2 separate regions of the Sus scrofa genome follow, and region 1 is linked to region 2. The links are chromatin contacts, called in public HiChIP or PLAC-seq maps. All regions are on one chromosome and are shown on one strand. Each heading gives the region's core, a stretch centred on a gene start, on an enhancer-like site or on the middle of the called end of the contact. The rest is flanking DNA. Distances are from core to core; before and after follow the strand shown.

The links. HiChIP or PLAC-seq counts read pairs in DNA pulled down with a chosen protein or histone mark.
Region 1: a contact with region 2 is called in an H3K27ac HiChIP or PLAC-seq map of alveolar macrophages. The contact joins the enhancer-like site here to the promoter of RC3H2 in region 2. A contact is called at or near these places in 1 of 5 promoter capture datasets (liver), 4 of 47 Hi-C or Micro-C datasets (heart right ventricle, liver, psoas muscle and 1 more) and 1 of 2 datasets of contacts at active chromatin or transcription factors (alveolar macrophages).

The regions. Positions count from the first base shown.
Region 1 is chr1:263,889,883-263,896,007 of Sscrofa11.1, reverse strand. All of the region lies in intron 2 of RABGAP1 (rab GTPase-activating protein 1), which reads right to left. Among named protein-coding and RNA genes, the nearest start is that of RABGAP1, 35 kb to the right of the region's middle. Within about 2 kb of position 1,962, at least 1 of the 83 cell types and tissues checked has an H3K27ac peak or open chromatin away from gene starts, as enhancers often do. A contact at or near this core is called in alveolar macrophages, where this site is marked.
Region 2 is chr1:263,820,409-263,826,304 of Sscrofa11.1, reverse strand. RC3H2 (roquin-2) reads left to right here and starts at 4,204. Exons shown (of 21, transcript XM_013993837.2): 1 at 4,204-4,590. ZBTB6 (zinc finger and BTB domain-containing protein 6) reads left to right here. Exons shown (of 3, transcript XM_021068543.1): 3 at 1-2,451.

The DNA of each region.
Region 1 (6,125 bases), core at 713-3,212, 72 kb before region 2:
TGCTGCAAAACACAAATAACAAATTTGATTTTGAACTCCAAAAAAGACTTCTAACTTAATTTAGCACAGATATAAAAACAAAAAAGCAGGAGTTTCTGTTGTGGCTCAGCAGAAACAAACCCAACTAATATCCATGAGGATGCAGGTTCAATCCCTGGCCTTGCTCAGTGCATCAAAGATATGGTGTTGCCATGAGCTGTGGTGTAGGTCACAGACAGGCTCAGATCCTGAGTTGCCGTGGCTGTGGTGCAGGCTGGCAACTGTAGATCCGATTCAACCCCTAACCTGGAAACTTCCATATGCTGCAGGTGCAGTCATAAAAAAAAGAAAAAGAAAAAAAAAAAAGCAGACACATATGGATAATATAACCAAGGGCCATGTTTAGATCTGCGTCCGCCTCCATGTAACCTTTAAGAAGAGGAGAGGAGAATTCTTCAAAACAGCCCTTCCATGTCTTGGCTATTGCAAAGAGTGCTGCAATGAACACTGGGGTGCATTATCTTTTTGAATTATGGTCTTCTCTGGATATCTGCCCAGGAGTGCGACTGCTAGATCATATGCTAGTTCTATATTTAGTTTTTAAAGGAACCTCAATACTATTCTCCATAGTGGTTGCACCCGATTTACATTCCCACTAAAAGTGTAGGAAGGTTCCTTTTTCTCCATACTTTCTCCAACATTTATTGTTTGTAGACTTTCTGATGATGGCTATTTCGTCTGGTGTGAGGTGACATCTCACTGTAGTTTTGATTTGTATTTCTCTAATAATGAGTGATGCTGAGCATCTTTTCACGTGCTTTTGGGCCTCTGTCTTTGGAGAAATGTCTAGCTCCTCTGAACATTTTTTGACTGGATTGTTCGGCTTTTTTTATTATAAAGCTGTATGAGATGTTTGTCTATTTTGGAGATTAATCCCTTGTGGGTCGTTTTGTTTGCAAAGATCTTCTCCCATTCTGTAGGCTGCTGTCTTTTGGTTTTGTTTATGGTTTCCTCTGCAGTGCAAAAGGTAAAGTTTAGTTAAGCCCCATTTGTTTATCTTTGTTTTTATTTTATTTATTTATTTATTTGTTTGTTTATCTTTTTGCCATTTTTCTTGGGCTGCTCCTGTGGCATATGGAGGTTCCCAGGCTGGGGTCGAATCAGAGCTGTAGCCGCCGGCCTATGCCAGAGCCACAGCAACGCTGGATCCAAGCCATGCCTGCGACCTACACCACAGCTCATGGTAACGCCGGATCCTTAACTCCCACTGAGCAAGGCCAAGGATCAAACCCACAACCTCATGGTTCCTAATCGGATTTGTTAACCACTGAGCCACCACGGGAACTCCCTCTTTGTTTTTATTTTCATTACCCTAGGAGGTTTGGAGATATTCATATAAACTTAACATTTATAATATGTATGTTATATAATATCACAAACAGACACACACATATATGGAAAACAAACTCAGAGACTTCAAAATCAAACAGGGTTACCAAAGGGAAAACTCTGGGGGGAAGGGATAAACTAGGAAGATGGGATTAATACACATTCACTACCATATATAAAATAGATAACAAGAACCTACTGTGTAGAACAGGAAGGTCTACTCAATGTTCCATAATAATTCATATACATCAGAAAAAAGAATGGCTATACGTGTTTGTATAACTTCTTCACTTTAATGCAAACTAAAAGTTAATACAACACTGTAAATCCATGCACTCCAATAAAATTAAAAAAGATGTGATACATACATACAATGGAATACTACTCAGCCATAAAAAATGAAACAAGAAATTATCATACTAAGTGAAGTCAGAGAAAGACAAATATGAGATCACCAAAATGTGGACTCTAATAAAAAATAATTCAGAAGAACATAAAAAACAAACAGACTCAAAGACTTTAAAACCAAACTTATGGTTAACAAGGGGAAATGCTGGGGGGAGGGATAAAATGGGAAGTTGGGATTGACACATACACTACTATATATAGAATGGATGAAAAACCAAGACCTACTGTACAGCACAGGGAAATCTACTCAATACTCTGTAGTGACCTATATGGGAAAATAGTCTGAAAAGGAACAGATATATGCATATGCATAACTGATTTACTTTGTAGTTCTTCTGAAACTAACACAACACTGTAAGTCAACTATACGCCAATAAAATAAAATAAAATTAAAAAGTCCTCAAGTTTTCATCATGGCTCAGTGGAAAACAAATCTGGCTAGCATCCATAAGGATGCAGGTCTGATCCCTGGCCTCGCTCGCTCAGTGGGTTAAGAATCCAGTGTTGCCATGAGCTGTGGTGTAGGTCACAGATGCAGCTCAGATCCTGTGTTGGCTGTGGCTGTGCTGTAGGCTGGCAGCTACAGCTCTGATTCAATCCCTAGCCTGGGAACCTCCATATACCTCGGGTACGGCCCTAAGAAACAAACAAACAAAAAAAAAAAAAACAACAAAAAAAAAGTCCTTAAAAGATAGAAAAAAACAGAAGTATTTAAGCAGCCAATTTAGCAGCTACTATATAGACATGAATGTTTACAAGGACAGAGACTGATCATTGAATGATTTATTCATAATTCTACTTACAAAGTACAGTGGTAGTAAAACAAGGACAAAAAAACTGGGACGAGAGTTGACTTGTGGCACACCACAGGGTGGCACCGTTCACATCACAGACCATGTGAATAGTAGCCCCTGAGGGTTGCACAGAGTGTAGCCTATGCAATTGAACTTAGTAGTCCTACTTGTCTCCACAGTAAGACAGATCTGACTTTGGGATATGGCTCTGACATTAACTCTGTTGGTTATGGTCAAATTAACCTTTGGTAGCTACGACTGTCTCATCTCTAAAATGGGAATAACATCCATCTCACAGGACTGCCATGAGGGTTCAATGATTTAATAATGTGATCACTGGACATTTATTATTTATATTACAAACACTGAATCATGTGATTTTTAGGGTTTACCTCACTTTTCACATCACAGTACCTGCCAACTAATAAGCATCCAAAAGAGTATCTCCCCACCCAACTTTCAACTATTTCTTAATAAAACTCTGGTCCAAGTCTAGAGTTGAAGTTAAGTAAAGCAAACAATAATTTAAAAAGTAATTCTTCCACTTTCCTTGGTCCAAGAAAACTAAAAAGCATACCAACTACTCATGTGCAAAAGAAACATTACTGGAATAACATCTGTCCTTCCTAAATAATATCAAACTTTCACAGTACAAATTGCTACAAAAGTGCATTTATAGACCCAAAGGACAAAATGTTACAAAGGCAATATCCAGAGTCATTTCTTGGTCTTAGTTTTCTATTTCTAACTTTACAGCTCCTGTTTCCCTTCACTGCAACAATATCAACTAGGCGCTACTTAACTTGCCAGTATACAAGGTACTGCAGGCAGTTTGAGACGCTTTTCCAGCAGCGATTTTATGTCTTCAGGAAAGCATGCTTAGGAAATCAAAGTGTGTGCTAGAGAAGTCCACAGATGATCAGAAAATTAAAGACAAATTCCTGATGATCTATAATCCCACTACTTGTGCAATACTGCAGTGAAAATGCAAATGCAAATGGTTCAAACTAAATAATTTTGCTCAGCTTCAGGGTAAAAAGCTGAACCATTTCAAAAACAAGTATATAAATCTCAGTTGCATCAGAAAGCAAGGTAGAAAAGAACCAGAAGTCCAGTTTGGATACTGCAAAGTACAGTGACTAATTTCAAATCTACTAACATATTCTTCCTGTGATCTTTGAGAAGTCACTAAATCACTTTGCGTGTCATTTATAAACTGCACCTGTTATTATCTGTTTCTTTATCTTACTGTATAAAGGAAAGAAGAAAAACAAATTAGGAATTATTAACATTTAAAAGGGGAAAGGGAAAGGAGTAGAACCTTGTGAATTCATCCTAAAAAGACAACTGAAGGACCCAAAATATTTAAGATGGTTTTGCTAAATAATGGGATTAGGGCTAGGTTTTATCTACTTTTCTTACTGTCTCAATTTTCTGTATCAAGTATACATTATTTTTATAATTAGAGAAAAAAATGACAAAAAGACTATTTGCATCTTAGTAGAAAAAGAAAAGCAAGCATATTCAATTCTACTGTAAGCAGTGGTCCTGACTCTAGGGCCTTTCAAGCTTCTTGGTCTTTCCATATGTCACAGACCCACTTCTTTGGGACATTCTTAATCACTCCTCAAGGCTGAATTTTTACCAACTCTATGAAAACCTTTCTTTCCTTCTTCATGCAACAACCATGTTCTCATATAATTCTGCTTACATCTATATTCTAGCACTTGATGAATTTTGTCACGATGACATATTTACTTAAGTGTCTCCCCCAGGACCACTCTAATCCCCTTAATTAAACTGTATGTTCGTGGCTCAGTAACTCTTCCTGAATAAAAGATCTGCATTTCAGAGGCCAAGATTACCTGACTCTAAAACAGTATCAGAAACTGAGATTTGTTTACACAGTACTAAGTGAGAAAGAAGGACTTCTGTAACTACTATCTTATTAAAGCTTGGCAACTTTTTGCAACCAAAATAATGTCGGATTTTTCAAGAAGAAAACTTTATGAAAATTAAAAAGCGTAAAAAATTATCTAACTGAACTTGCCGCCTCAAAAGTACTATTACGTCGATGTACCCCAACCAATACTGATAGAGGAGTATCTTTGGCTGAGAGAGCTAAGGATTTAAGATTTCTGCACCAGAGGAGAGAGCTAGAGAAAATGCAACATATTCTGAATTTATGGAAAATTCTCAGATTTTGATGTCAGTTGTCAAGACATTTCCTTCAGAAAGCTTCATGTAATGGTGTTTTATAACTGCACCATTACTTACAGCATCACTTTAAAGGGCTTAACTAAAGCATTATCCACTCTGAGCTTTCCCTGACTCCTCCCCCAAGCTGAGATAAGTTTCCACCTCCTCTTTTCTAGAGCATACTTTTGTTAACCTCTACCTGTGTAGCACTGATCTAAATATATTGTTACTGAAAATTAAATACGGCCACAAAATCGCTACAGCTCCTCCATCAAAAGGTATGGTCTATTTCTCTAAACCCATGACCTTGGGCTTGCCTTGTGACTTGCTCTGACTAATTAGAGTGTATTAGTCACCATGTAACTTATAATCCTTAGCCTTAAAAGGGACTTTATAGCTTTCACATCTGCCCTAAGACCACCATGCTGTGAAGAAGCCTGAGTTGAAAGGCCCCATGGACAGAGAGACATAGTCAAGCCCTGTCCCCAGCCAACACATCAGGTGAATGAAGCTACATGAGCCTAAGCAAGACTAGCAAAACGGCCCAATCAACAGACAAAATCATGAAAAAGAATAAACTTGTTTTTCAAGCCACTGAGTTCTGAGTTAGTTACAAAGACTAGTAGAAATGATGGCAAAAACATTTTAAACAGCTGTCATCTACCCTAAGCTATAAGCATCTTGAGAACAAGAACTATTCACCTTGATTCTCACTCAGCATTTATATATATATATATTTTTTTTTTTTTTTTTTTTTTTCTTTTTAGGGCACCTCATAGCACATGGAGTTCCCAGGCCAGGGATCAGATTAGAGCTGCAACTGCAGCTTTGTTGCAGCTATGGCAATGCCAGATCCTTTAACCCACTGTGCCTGGTCGGGGATTGAACCTGCAACATGGTAGTGCAGAGATGACACCAAAGTTCCTCTTGCACCACAACAGGAACTCCTCATTCAGCCTTTTAAGAACTACTCCTCGGCTGGCATATTCTGCAGCTTCACTGACATTCAGGTTGGGACTCATTCTGCTTTTTCAAGCTGACAGTTTATATTTTTTGTCACTTTTGGAAAATATTTAGGTATTTCTCAATTATTTCCTTCTTCCTCATTTTTTTTTTTTTGGTTTGTTTTGTTTTTTGGTTGTTATTGCTGTTGTTTTTGCTTTTTAAGGCTGCACTCGTGGCATATGAAAGTTCCCAGGCTAGGAGTCAAATCGGAGCTATAGGTGCTGGCCTACACCACAGCCACACCACCAGAACCAAGCTGCGTCTTCGACCTACACCACAGCTCACGGCAACGCTTAGATCCTTAACCCACTGAGCAAGGCCAGGGATCAAACCTGCATCTTCATGGATTCT
Region 2 (5,896 bases), core at 2,955-5,454:
TGTTTCCTTTTTGGAATTTATTTCATTTTTTGTTAACCTACAATAAAATTGACCTTTATTTTTGGTGTACAGTTCTGTGAATTTTAACATATGTACAGATTTATGCAACCACCGCTGCAATCAGGAAGCAGAACATTCTATCACCCTCCAAACTGCTTTATGCTTACCCTTTGTGGTCAGCTCCTCCTCCTAGTACTAAATCCTGGCAACAGTTCCCCATCACTATAATTTTGTCTTTTCTGAAATATCATAAATGGGAATTCACTGGTGGCTCAGGAGTTTAAGGTTCCAGTGTTGTCACTGCTGTGGCTCGGGGTTGATCCCTGGCCCCAGAACTTCTGCATGCCGTATGCACGGTCAAAAAAAAAGGTGAATTATCATAAATGGAATCTTATAGTATGTTCCTTTTTGAGATTCTTTTTTCACTCAGCTTAAGGCGTTTGAGATTCATCCCTGTTGTGTGTATCAGTACTTCATTTTTTAATCCTGAGTTGGCCATATATATATTAATTTTCCTTCTGTCACTAAATGAACAGTTTAAACATGGATAGCTATTAGTGTTCTCTTAATAAGTTTTCATTTAATGTGATTTTTCTTTACTATGTGTTGACAAAACTCCTATCCCTCCCTAGAGTTTTATTCTGTATTTCCAGAAATGTGCCAAAAGCAAAACCATCATTGTGTAATTTTACTGAGAATAATATTTCAGATTGTGTTATGAGCCATTGCTCTCTAATATCTGTGTCCACATATAACAACATTTTTTGTGTTGTTATAACAAAGGCTAAAATATATTTCAGGACAAATTCATATTTTCTAAAACACAGGAACTACTTTTAGTTAAAAAGCCTGACTGGATACATCTTATTTCAAGATGTTCTGTTCCTCCTCTACGCACCTCAGCTTTATTTAGAATTTATGCTATGTTTAGTTTCTGTGGAAGCCCTTCTGCATTTTAAAATGTAATATACTTTGTATCATTTATATGAATTTTGTGATGAATCACGTGTCAATTGATATAAATGTTAAATACCCTCTTTGTGATACTTCTGTGAAAAATATATTCTTTATAGTTTTTTTAACTATGAAAGAGACTTTAAAAAAATCCAGCTCTCATATTTGATAAAGCAACTTCGTAACTCCCAGGTCACTAGTTAGTGACATGGGGTGGGTCATCTCTCCTTGAGCTTTTCTTAAATATGTATGTAAAAGAACAACAGCTTTGATTTTTTTTAAACTTTTTTTTTTTTTTTTGTCTTTTTTTGTCTTTCTGCTGCTGTTGTTGTTGTTGCGATTTCTTGGGCCGCTCGCGCGGCATATGGAGGTTCCCAGGCTAGGGGTTGAATCGGAGCTGTAGCCACCGGCCTACGCCAGAGCCACAGCAACGCGGGATCCGAGCCGCGTCTGCGACCTACACCACAGCTCACGGCAACGCCGGATCGTTAACCCGCTGAGCAAGGGCAGGGACCGAACCCGCAACCTCATGGTTCCTAGTCGGATTCGTTAACCACTGCGCCACAACGGGAACTCCCAGCTTTGATTTTGATAATTTGTAAGATCATTTCCAAGTCTAAAATCCTCTTCATTTTATATTTAAACCTGAGTTCCTAAGAACAGAGAAAGAGGGAGAAGCAAGAGGAGAGTTCTGTGTCTTTATGAATGTTGTTATGTGGGTACTCCATTGGAGACAGAATTTTTCTAAATTGAGTAGTGTTCTTCCCCTGGAAAACATTGATAGCACAGTGCTCAATTTTCTTTCCCTTTTGACCTATGATTGTCCATTTATGGACATAAGAACATTTCCCTTTCAGAAATAGTTTGTGATTTTAGTACTTTTCTTATTTTTGCTTCCTAGGATGAAATTTTGTGGGGGAGTGAAGGAAGTGGGAGGGGAGAATAAAAGAATAATGAACTTTTTTTGGGGGGGGATTGGTATTGACTACCTTTGATGTTTGAAAAAAAGTATGGTTGTACTATGTTTATGTTTTATGTGTGCCTTGTCAGATTCTTGTGAAATTTTTTGTAAGCACTTTGAGATTTTTGCTTGGGGGGAAGGGGTGTTTTGTGAAAGTGGTGGTTGTTATTTATTATTATTTATTCCTGCTCACTAGCACAGAGTGATCGCAAAACATTCCTAGGAGAGTGTCTGTTTGCATGATGTGTCTAAACAGTTTCAGGAAAATGAAATATTTTTTAAAATGCAGGTTTTGGCAAAGTAAGTATTGAATTTATGCATTTAAAACATTCACTTTTAGTCGTTTGTGTTTCTAATACGATGGGAGAAAATGCAGTGTGTTTTGGTTCAGCTTCTTTATTTACTGGGTTTATGTATAAAAGATTTTGGAAAGACATTTGTTACTTTGGTGTAAGAGAAAATCTTTGCCCCCTTTCCCTGAATGTAACTATCTTATATGTTTACATAAGAAATAATAAACTGGAGATGGGAATGGAGAGCTTTGTCTACATGTGTGATTATTATTATTATTATTATTATTATTTTGCCATGCCCATAGCATGTGGAAGGTCCCAGGCCAGGGAATGAAACCACACCACAGCAGCCACCCAAGCCACTGTAGTGACAACACTGCATCCTTAAGCCACTGCACCACAGAGGAACTCCTACATCTGTAAACTTTATTATTATTTTTTAGAGCCGCACCGATGGCACATAAAGGGTCCCAGGTTAGAGGTGCAATTGGAGCTGTAGCTGATGTCCTATTCCACAGCCACAGCAACATCAGATCTAAGCCATGTCTGTGAACTACACCACAGCTCCTGGCAACTCCAGATCCTTAACCCACTGAGTGAGGCCAGGGATCGAACCTGCAACCTCATGGTTTCTAGTCATGTTCATTTCTGCTGTGCCATGACAGGAACAGCTGTAAACTTTAAAGACTATTTTTCTTGGCTATTCACTTAATCATTCATTCAAGAAATATTTACAGAGACTTACAGGATATACCTGTATTAGGAGTTAAGTATACAGACAAAATTCTCTACTCTCATGAAACATACCGTACTGGAGGGGGACAAACAATAAAAAAACAAAACCCATGTACTATGTCAGATTTTGAAAATGGACTGGAGAAAAATAAAGCAGAGATAAGTAGTGCCATGGAAGGAGAATTGAAGTTTAAATTTTAAATGTGATCAGGTCACCTTTGAAAAATCTTATTATCGTCCAGAAGAATGAAAAAATATATATACATATACCCATTACTCGCTAGTTGAATGGAAAGCAGTGAACCAAATGAATCACTGTTGGGAAACTTTCTCTTAGATTGGTGTATATTTCATAAAGAGAATGACAAGGATAAAAATGCATGTAAGAAAGTCTCTGATGTGGCCATTGAATTTTTTTTTAAACACTGATATTTCTGTCATCCAGGCAGTAATAACCATTTACATATTTTTAAAATCATTTTGGTCTATAAACTGCTTTTCCATATGACTTCTGATTTGTGGTGGGTCTATTTCCATAGACATTTTTGTTGGACATCTGGTTTCACACTGAAAAGTGCCTTGAGTTTAATTATAATTAATGGGTACCTTCTTAATCTGTGTTTTTCAATTTCCCTTCAGTAACAGAGTACACAGTGTCTACTTTTTAGAATTATATTTATGAGCACACGAAAAATAGATTAAAATTTTATTACCTAACACATGACCCGACATATAGCATAGTCCATTAATATTACTTCCTTGATCCCTAGTCCCAGTCTGCTTCTTCATCTATAAAAACGATAAGTCCTACCTTACAGTTTAGTATGAGAAAAAGTCCTTCGACAAATATTTACTGAGATATTAATGCCAGAATTTGTGATTGCATTTTGATCCCTGCCAGCTTCTGAAGAGCTCAGAAGTTTCTCTTTAATAAGGCGGTAAGGCATTAGTGCCAGCCAAATGAACTTTTTTTAAAAAAATAGGAAGATTGCTTGGCACCTATGTGGAGGGACTGAGAGATATGGTTGGCATCTGATTATGGGAGAGTGTGTAGAATGCATCATATTATGCTCACCAGTACCATGCCTTCCTCAAAGGCAGACACTGGCTCAAACCGGTGTCTAGGAGGCTGGCTCAAGGCGCATAAGAATGTGCAGGGAGTTTCCCATCAACCCTTTCGGCTTGCCCAGGCCTCCTAACAGTACCTCCCACAGTGCTCCAGGGTTCCCAAGTCATGTGATAGGGGTGGCTCTGCCGACCAGAGGGAAGCTGATGCGCAGTCCAGGTGGCGGGGGCTACTACGCTTCCCTTCCACCTCCCTAACTCCCGGTCTTGCGTGATCTCGCGCGAGGTGGGGAGTATCTTCTCGCGAGAGCTAGGTCGGGATCCCTTCAGGTCCGCCTCCGTGGTGAGGAGGAGGAGGAGAAGGAGGAGGAGGAGGAGGTGGAGGGAGGAGGAGGAGGAGGAGGCCCCGCTGCGGCCTCCGCCGCCGCCAACGGGGCTGTCCCTGTAGCTCCCGATGGAGTTTGATGTCGTGAAGCCGCCGCCGAGCTCTGCCCCGGCGAGACGAGGCGCCTCCGTCGCCGAGCCGCGCGGTCGCGGGGCTCCCGGGAGCGGCCCTTAGCGACCCCGCCCGGGTCCCCTCAGGTAGGGCGGGGGCGGGCACGACGCGGCTCGGGCCCCAGCCTGGGTCCCCGATTCCCGGCGGTCGGGCGGGAGACCGGTTTCAGCCCGGGGCCTGTGCGTTGTCGTAGCCGGTGCCCGGAGGGTTGGGAACCGAGGGCCGCACCTGACACCCGGATCGGGCCCGAAGTCCCCTGCCGGAGGAGGCCCCTCGCCCTGGTAGGGTTTTTGCAGTACCGAGCGCCCGGCGCAAATGGCCACCTCCCGTCGACACCCGCCGAGGGGACGCTTCTGACCCTAAGGAACCCATCCAAGTAAAGGCCAGGCTTTACTCTTCCTTTTCTACACCAGTTAGTAGGGTTGAAGAAGGTCCTCGAAACCAAGTCCTTTCCTAGCTTTTCGGCTTTCTGTCTTGGGGCTTCCCGAGATCGTAGTGCAGGGATGGTGGAGGCGATCTGAGTGGTAAATAGGGACCCCGGCCAAACAATGCCCTGGGAGGGCTTAACCTCCTGGGAGGGAGAGGGCCGGACCAGAGGGGTTGCACAGTGGTTGTGACGGAGCAATAGCATGAAACAGTCAGGGAATTCTGCTATGGTTTGCTTTCCCTCTTTCATTTTTCTTTCTTGGGGAAGCCTCTTAAGGAGACTCTTCCACCATCTTAGAAGAATGGTAGAAAGCATCTTTGTTTCTTACAGGCAGCTCTACTTTTCTCTGTTCTTAGCTTTCAGGAGGAGAGAAGATGGGGGTAGCTGTCATTTCCATCCTTCAGATCGCAGAACAGTTTAAGATACCGGTAGATAGAACCTTGACACTAAAATAGTCTCAAGTTATCACTGACATAAAGTAAATCTAATTTCGTGATTCCCACCCTGTTTTTTTTTTTAAATAACTACCTAGGTTCCTTTTTAATTCCTACTCTTCACTTAGGCCCCTTCTTTTTAATTCCTACTCTCCTCCCACCAGCTGTGATTAGAATAACTTTCTTTCCCAAATAAAGTGCTTAAGTAATCTTTTTTCCATTTTTATATTAGTCAAACTTTTAAATTCCAATAGGAACTTTTGATTAACCTGAGAAAGCTAATGTTGCTACACTAAATTTGGTATAATTTTGTCCAAAAGCAAAGAAAGAAATATTTTAGTTAGCTTTATGCAGTCTGTTTATAAATACACAAATTTAGTTATTATTTCTTGAAACAGTAAGAGGAGTTTGTGGATTTTTTTATCTGTCTAAAAAGCTATTATACCACTGTTCTAACATAACCTCCCTTTCTTATGTTGTTTACTTCCACATTCAGTGCTCGAAGAAATTAAGGCCCTTACATCCTGTCAA